Linked DNA regions of Sus scrofa: region 1 is linked to region 2. Evidence: chromatin contacts called from public Hi-C data. All regions are on one chromosome and are shown on one strand. The core of a region is the stretch at or near the end of the contact, and the rest is flanking DNA. Distances in the headings are between cores, read along the strand shown. Region 1 holds the start of SPRYD4 (SPRY domain-containing protein 4). Region 2 holds the start of APOF (ovarian and testicular apolipoprotein N).

Region 1 (3,482 bases), core at 176-2,675, 44 kb after region 2:
TCATCTATCTCTCCACTAGATTGCAGACCTTTGAAAGAGGGACTCTGGTGAGAAAGACGATGGTAGGCAGCAGTCCTATCATGTAAAGCTTTATGACAATGCCAGCAAATTTGGTGCAGATACATTGAAAGATTTTAGTTAGAGGAGTGCATCATCAGATTTGTGACATAAAATCACTCTGTAGTGTGGACATTGGATTAAAGCAGTCGGATGGAAACTGGAGACCAGTTTATAAGCTACTACATTCATTCATTTATTTAGCTTTATTTTTGGCCGCACCATAGCATATGGAAGTTCCTTGGAGGAGGGATCTGCAGCAGGGACCTGGGCCACAGAGACAATCCATATCCTTAACCACTGCACAACATCAGGAACTCCCAGGTTACATTTAAAACAAAAAAGCCCCAATTCATATCAAGGATAACAGTGGCCTGAGCAAGGGACATATCCACAGCATGGGTGGTTGTAATGCTAAAGCAGGGAAATTTTATTGGGCTGGCCAGCAGAATGTTGAGATCTTGAGGAAACTGGGGCTCTCCCACCTGAAGTGAACAGTCTGAAACGCAGGGATGTAGAATATCAAGAAAATAAAAATGTTAAAAATGTAGGCCCGCCATAATCACCCATCTCCTAAGTTCCATTCTGAACCAAAATAGTGATATTTCTCTGTTGTTAAACCTTCCATTGCCAGCGCTGAAAACACAAAACCAACATTTATAGTACTCAGTATTTATTAGTACAACCACTTACCCAGTGGTTGCTATTTGTCAAGATGTATCCTAGATTGTTCTCTGGTTTAATTTTTACTAGGGCCTGACGGCTAGACATTTTTCTGTTCTACAAGTGAAACCATTAAGGCTTAGAGAAGTTAACTGATTTGCCCAAAGCCAAACAGAGGAGCCGGGTTCGAATCCAATTATTGCTTAATTCTTTTTTGTTGTTGTTGTTGTCTTTTTGCCATTTCTTGGGCCGCTCCCCGCGGCATATGGAGGTTCCCAGGCTAGGGGTCGAATCGGAGCTGTAGCTGCCAGCCTACGCCAGAGCCACAGCAACGCGGGATCCGAGCCGCGTCTGCGACCTACACCACAGCTCACGGCAACGCTGGATCGTCGACCCACTGAGCAAGGGCAGGGACCGAACCCTCAACTGAATGGTTCCTAGTCGGATTCGTTAACCACTGAGCCACGACGGGAACTCCTAATTACTGTTTAATTCTAAGATCTGTACGTCTAGCCATTTTGCTACATCCTTTTTCTAAAGATCCTATTTAGTTAAAACGTGAGCAGCTTTCCTCTCTGCAGAAAAACTTTATAAATTGGACCAAGCACGGGTGAAACCAAACAGAACTCACTAAAATGGCGGCTCCCTGCCAGGCGCTGGCTCCCCTACGTCATCACACCGCGCGACGCCCCTTGCGCGCAACGTGTGATGGGAACCCGCGGGAGGAAAGCAGGGTCTCAGATGGGGGGCGTGTCCTCTTCATCCGGAGCGCAAGATGGCGCTGCCCTTTGCACGTCCACTGTGCCTGTGCCGCTGGGGAGCCAAAAGGTTAGGGATTGCTGCCGCGGAAACCCGCAGAGGTAGGATTACCCCCTTTTATTCTCTTTCACTTCCAAGGTAGTTTCGGTCTGTTATTCTTAGAGCCTGCTCAGAGAAACAACTCCAGTCCCTTCGATTCGTTTCCCCTCCCCCATCTGCGTTGGTCTTGAGATTCCAAACTTGGGACCTTCTCTGGTTTCCTTAAATTCTAGGGCTTTCCCAGTCCAAGCTTTTCGGCTTCTTGGGCTATCCATACTAAAGTGCCCCCACTGTCGTTCTCGCTTGAAATTCTGATTCACGTTTCCTGGTAATCTCATGACTGTCTGCTTCAGATCAGAATATGTGTATGTCGCTAGCTCTAGAGTTCTAGCTCACCTCATTATCCCGTTTCTCTTCTCTGCCCGGCAGGCGTCAGTTTCAAACTGGAAGAAAAGACAGCCCACAGCAGCTTGGCCCTCTTCAAAAGTGACACAGGTGTCAAATATGGCATGGTGGGATTGGAGCCCACAAAATTGGCCCTGAATGTGGAGCGCTTCCGGGAGTGGGCAGTGGTGTTGGCAGACACAGCGATCACCAGTGGCAGACACTACTGGGAGGTGACAGTGAAGCGCTCACAGCAATTCCGGATAGGAGTGGCAGATGTGGACATGTCCCGGGATAGCTGCATCGGTGTTGACGACCGTTCCTGGGTGTTCACCTATGCCCAGCGCAAGTGGCACACCATGTTGGCCAACGAGAAGGCCCCTATTGAGGGCATTGGGCAGCCAGAGAAGGTGGGGCTGCTGCTGGAGTATGAGGCCCAGAAGCTGAGCCTGGTGGATGTGAACCGGGTTGCTGTGGTCCATACACTACAGACAGATTTCCGGGGTCCAGTGGTGCCTGCCTTTGCCCTTTGGGATGGAGAACTGCTGACTCACTCAGGGCTTGAGGTACCAGAAGGCCTCTAATATGTCCATCACTGAAGTCCCTAATCATGCTCTTGGCCAGCCTCCTGCTCAAAAAGTGTCCGAAACCTTTTAATTGTGGCCCAAGCAAGTACCAGCTCCCACCTGTCACTAGTTCAGTGACAGGTCCTCTGTGCAATATCTCAGTCGTCTTTGTTTCCCGTCCTGTGAAAGGTAGGCATACAGCCAGCCACCCTCTCCCCTCCCCCAAACTACTGCCAATTTCCTAGGCTACCATGAATGTACTTTCTCAGACTGTATTCAGTCCTGGAGTCTTACCTTTCAGCTTTGTTAGAATTTATTCATCACTGTGCTACCTCTTCCTCCCTTTGCCCACACATAACTTGTTTTGGGGGCTCTACGGAATCTCTCCAGAGTAAATCCTTTCTACCTCTGGCTGAAGGAGTGGTGCAGTCAATGACTTGGCCCTTTCTGTACAGTACACAGAGTCTGGGCTCTGGCTCCCTCAGAAAGTGCTTTACAGACTGTGTCAGAATGTTAACAGCCTTCCTTTCTATATCTCAATGTTACAGACTCTCAGCCCCACACAGCTGTAGCTCTTCTCACCCCGAGTCCATCTGCCTTAATTTGTAAACCTCTAACGCCTGGTCAGTCTTGTAGTCATTGGGCCAGTTAAAATCATGACTGGGGGGAAGAGACACTTGGGGGATGCTGAGGGGATTAGTGCTAGAAACTTTATTCTTGAGAAGTTCTGTCTTCATTTCTGCTATAGTTGTAACTTCCAGAGGGAGGAGGGAGGCCTGAGGTCTTGCACAGTCCATTTTGGGGCCTGCCCAGACCCAAGCATTTACTTGGCAGCAGAATACACTTAACCTAAAGCAGTATTTGGGATTGAGGAAAACTTTGTGGGGTGAGTATGTATGTAAAATATGTATTGTTGGGCTTTTTCTGACCCTGTGGTTCCATCTTATTCTACCTTTATGATGGTGATGCAGCTGGATGCCCCTAGGAGAGAAAGAGAAGGACTGGGTCTAGCAA
Region 2 (3,452 bases), core at 717-3,216:
GACTCCTAGCCTGGGAACCTCCATATGCTCCTAGTCTCTCTTCCTTTAAGTCTGGGGCCACGGGATGGGGAATAGGACTTGAGTGCTCTTCTTGGTCCCCCCATTGAGATCACCTGAGACTTTTGCTCATGGTGGCCCCACTCCTTGCAGGTATGGGAGACTGCTCTGGTAGACCTAGACCCACTCTGCCCAGCTGTCTGTCCCATGAGCACGGGAGATGGTTGCTTTCCCCAATGATCTGCAAGAGACATGACCTCTACAAATATTTTCCCATTTGTACTGACTACTCCAATCCCTTGTCACACTCAGCCTCAAAAGACATTGGCACTTCCTGCATGTCCCAGCCACATTCCATCTCTAGATCACAAAAGAAGCGGTGGAGACCCAGAGTTAAGAAAGACCAATTAGGAATTCCCATCGTGGCACAGTGGTTAATGAATCCGACTGGGAACCATGAGGTTGCAGGTTCGATCCCTGGCCTTGCTTAGTGGGTTAAGGATCTGGTGTTGCTGTGAGTTGTGGTGTAGGTTGCAGACGTGACTTGGATCCCACGTTGCTGTGGCTCTGGCGTACAGCTCCAATTAGACCTCTAGCCTGGGAACCTCAATATGCCATGGGAGCAGCCCTAGAAAAAGGCAAAAAGAGAAAAAAAAAAAAAAAAAAAAAGGACCAATTAACTGTGATTCTGATATAGAAGCAACTTTTAATCTTTTTTCAGTTTAAAAATTAACATAAGCAAGGTGTAGCATCCAGTTGGGAAACTAGAAAGGTAGATGAATGGTGAAAGATTACAATATCCCTCAAGTCTAGTACCTAATACACCCACAGTATTTGACAACTTAGAGGGAAATTGAAAGAAAAAATAGGCTTAGGACCAACTAAGAGAGCTAGCAAAGCTGACTCTAGTCACATGTCTTTTAGAGACATTTGAGAAAGGAAATATGATGCCTCAGAGGGCTTCCCTATCCAAAAAACTCCTGGAAATATTTCTGTATGAATTCCAGTATAACACGTGCCAGAATGGCTACAGAACGCTTGACAAAGTATATCTGATCGTCCATAGGCATTGTGAAATCTTTGGTCTCAGGGTTTTTCATCAACCGATTGCCTACTGCTTCCAAATGCTGCCAGGACTCATCTGTGCACTTCTGGGTGACATCAACAGCAGCTGTCTTTAACTCTCTTACCAGCTCAGTGGAAGGGAGCTTCTCAGCAAACTCACCTATCAGTTCTGCTAGCTCGTAGAGCACCCATCTACCCTCCTGCTGACATGCCTCAGGAAGGGTAACTGAGCGCTGGACCCGCCTAAGCTCCCCCGGGGATCCTTCTAGACCCCTCAGCATGATCTCACCATCGTTGATCCCTTTTTCTTCATTGCGCTTTTTGCTCTCACGGATGAGGGTTTCAGTGGTGTCCTTTCCTCCCATCTTAACAAGCTGAAGTTCCAGCATGTGGGCCTCAGTCAGGCAGCCGACCTCCTCCAGGGCCACCTCCAGAGCTAAGTTGGATAGGTACTCAGGCAGAGGGGCTAAGGAGGGGACCACGTGCAAGAGATCCTGACACATCTTGGGATCTGGGAGAGAGATCTGATTGGAGAGCATGTCCAGAGGACCCCCAGTTTCTGTGAAAGGTGGCTGGAAGGTCAGGGCCCCTTCTTGGGCACTTCTTGGAAAGGCAGTCACCGAGGACAGCAAGACACAGCAAAAGAGCAGCTCAGTCTGGATCATGGTGGGTTTGCAAAACAGCCCTGCTGGAAAGAAGCAGTGCTCAGCTTGAGAAGTGGGGAAAGGCTTGGGATGAAGGACTGGTCAAAGCTGAGAAGTGGCTTAGCACTCGGAAACTTCAGTCACCCTGGATATCAGATCTTATAGGCCATGGGAGATACTCACTTGCTCCAGAAAAAAACAAGCCGGAGGAATGAGATGGTCTAAACACGTCCTTTGCCCTGGTGCTTCCCTGATGTAAATGACTGCTTTCTAGATCGGACTTTTCCTTTACCCCAGCCAAAAAAGTTGACCTCTCTAATAACAGCGAAAGACATAACATTCACAAATATTTATCTGCCTCTTCTTGGTTCAGGCTTTGACCTCACCTTTGCCCCCATGCTGAAATCAGGTTTCTCCCTCTGTGGATACTGCCTTTCCTGCCCCATATCCCTCTCACCCTAAGGATTTCTCTACACCAAAATTTAGACCAGGAAAAATTCCCCTTTGTCTTCTGGGGAAGTGGGAGGTGAAAGACAGGGAATGCCAATGATTTCCAGATAAGAAGGAGACCTTAAAATAGTTTTTGTAAAATTTTTTTTTCTTTTTTTTATGGCCACATCTGTGGCATATGAAGTTCCCAGGCCAGGGGTCCAACTGGGGGTGCAGCTGCCAGCCTACACCACAGCCACAGCATTGCCAGTTCTGAGCCACATCTGTGACCGCCACAGCTTGTGGCAACGCTGGGTCCTTAACCCACTGAGCAAGGCCAGGGATCAAACCTGCATCCTCATGGATACTATACTGGGTTCTTAACTTGCTGAGCCACAACGCGAACTCTAACATTTTTTTATTTCTTATTTTTTAAATTGAAGTATAGGTGTTCCCACTGTGGCGCAACAGGATCAGCGGTGTCTCTGAAGTACTGGGACAAATATTTAATCCCCAGCACAGTGGGTTAAGGACCCTGTGTTGCCACAGCTCTGGCATAGGTTGCAACTGCGGCTGGGATCTGATCCCTGGCCTGGGAACTCCAGATGCCTCAGAGTGGCCAAAAAAAAAACCCAAAAAACAAAAAACAAAAAAACACATTTTTTTAAAAAGAAAAAAAAAAAAAAAAAAAAAAAGTAGGGAGTTCCCTTCATGGCTCAGTGGTTAACAATCCCAACTAGAATCCACGAGGATGAGGGTTTGATCCTTGGCCTCGCTCAGTGGGTTAAGGATCTGGCATTGCCGTGAGCGGTGGTGTAGGCCAGCAGCTGTAGCTCCAATTCAAACCCTAGCCTGGGAACTTCCATATGCTGTGGGTGTGGCCCTAAAAAGCTTAAAAAAAAAAAAAAAATTGAGGTATAGTTGATTTACAATGCTGTGTTAGTTTTAGGTGTATAGCAAGGTGATTCAGGTACACATATATTCTTTTTCAGATTTTTTTTCCATTATAGATTATTTCAAGATACTGAATATAGTTCCCTGTGCTCTACAGTGGATCCTTATAGTTTATTTTAGATATAGTTATGTTTATCTGTTAATCTCCTAACTTATCCCTCCCCACTGTTTACCCTTTGGTAACCATAAATTTGTCCAAAATAGTTCTTATTCAATGGACTTAACAGAGGGAAGAACAGGACAATAGAATCCATTGGCACATCAGATCAAATCACAACTTTGTTTTTACATTCTTTTTTTTTCCCCTCCATTTTTTGGCCACCCCCACATGTGGAAGTTCCATGGCCAGGGGTTGAACCTGCC

Evidence for each region. Hi-C and Micro-C count contacts between places; a contact is called where the count stands out from the background.
Region 1: a contact with region 2 is called in a Hi-C map of liver, with 1.6 times the contacts expected there. The contact joins the promoter of SPRYD4 here to the promoter of APOF in region 2. A contact is called at or near these places in 2 of 5 promoter capture datasets (fetal liver and liver), 24 of 47 Hi-C or Micro-C datasets (alveolar macrophages, blood, brain and 12 more) and 2 of 2 datasets of contacts at active chromatin or transcription factors (alveolar macrophages and skeletal muscle).

Annotation. Positions count from the first base shown.
Region 1 is chr5:21,802,920-21,806,401 of Sscrofa11.1, forward strand. It overlaps SPRYD4 (SPRY domain-containing protein 4), which reads left to right and starts at 1,426. Exons shown (of 4, transcript XR_002344303.1): 1 at 1,426-1,580; 2 at 1,948-2,657. MIP (lens fiber major intrinsic protein) reads right to left here and starts at 2,045. Exons shown (of 6, transcript XM_021092895.1): 1 at 1,915-2,045.
Region 2 is chr5:21,758,787-21,762,238 of Sscrofa11.1, forward strand. It overlaps APOF (ovarian and testicular apolipoprotein N), which reads right to left and starts at 1,967. Exons shown (of 2, transcript NM_001003925.1): 1 at 1,890-1,967; 2 at 884-1,747. The coding sequence starts at 1,727. The coding sequence ends at 963.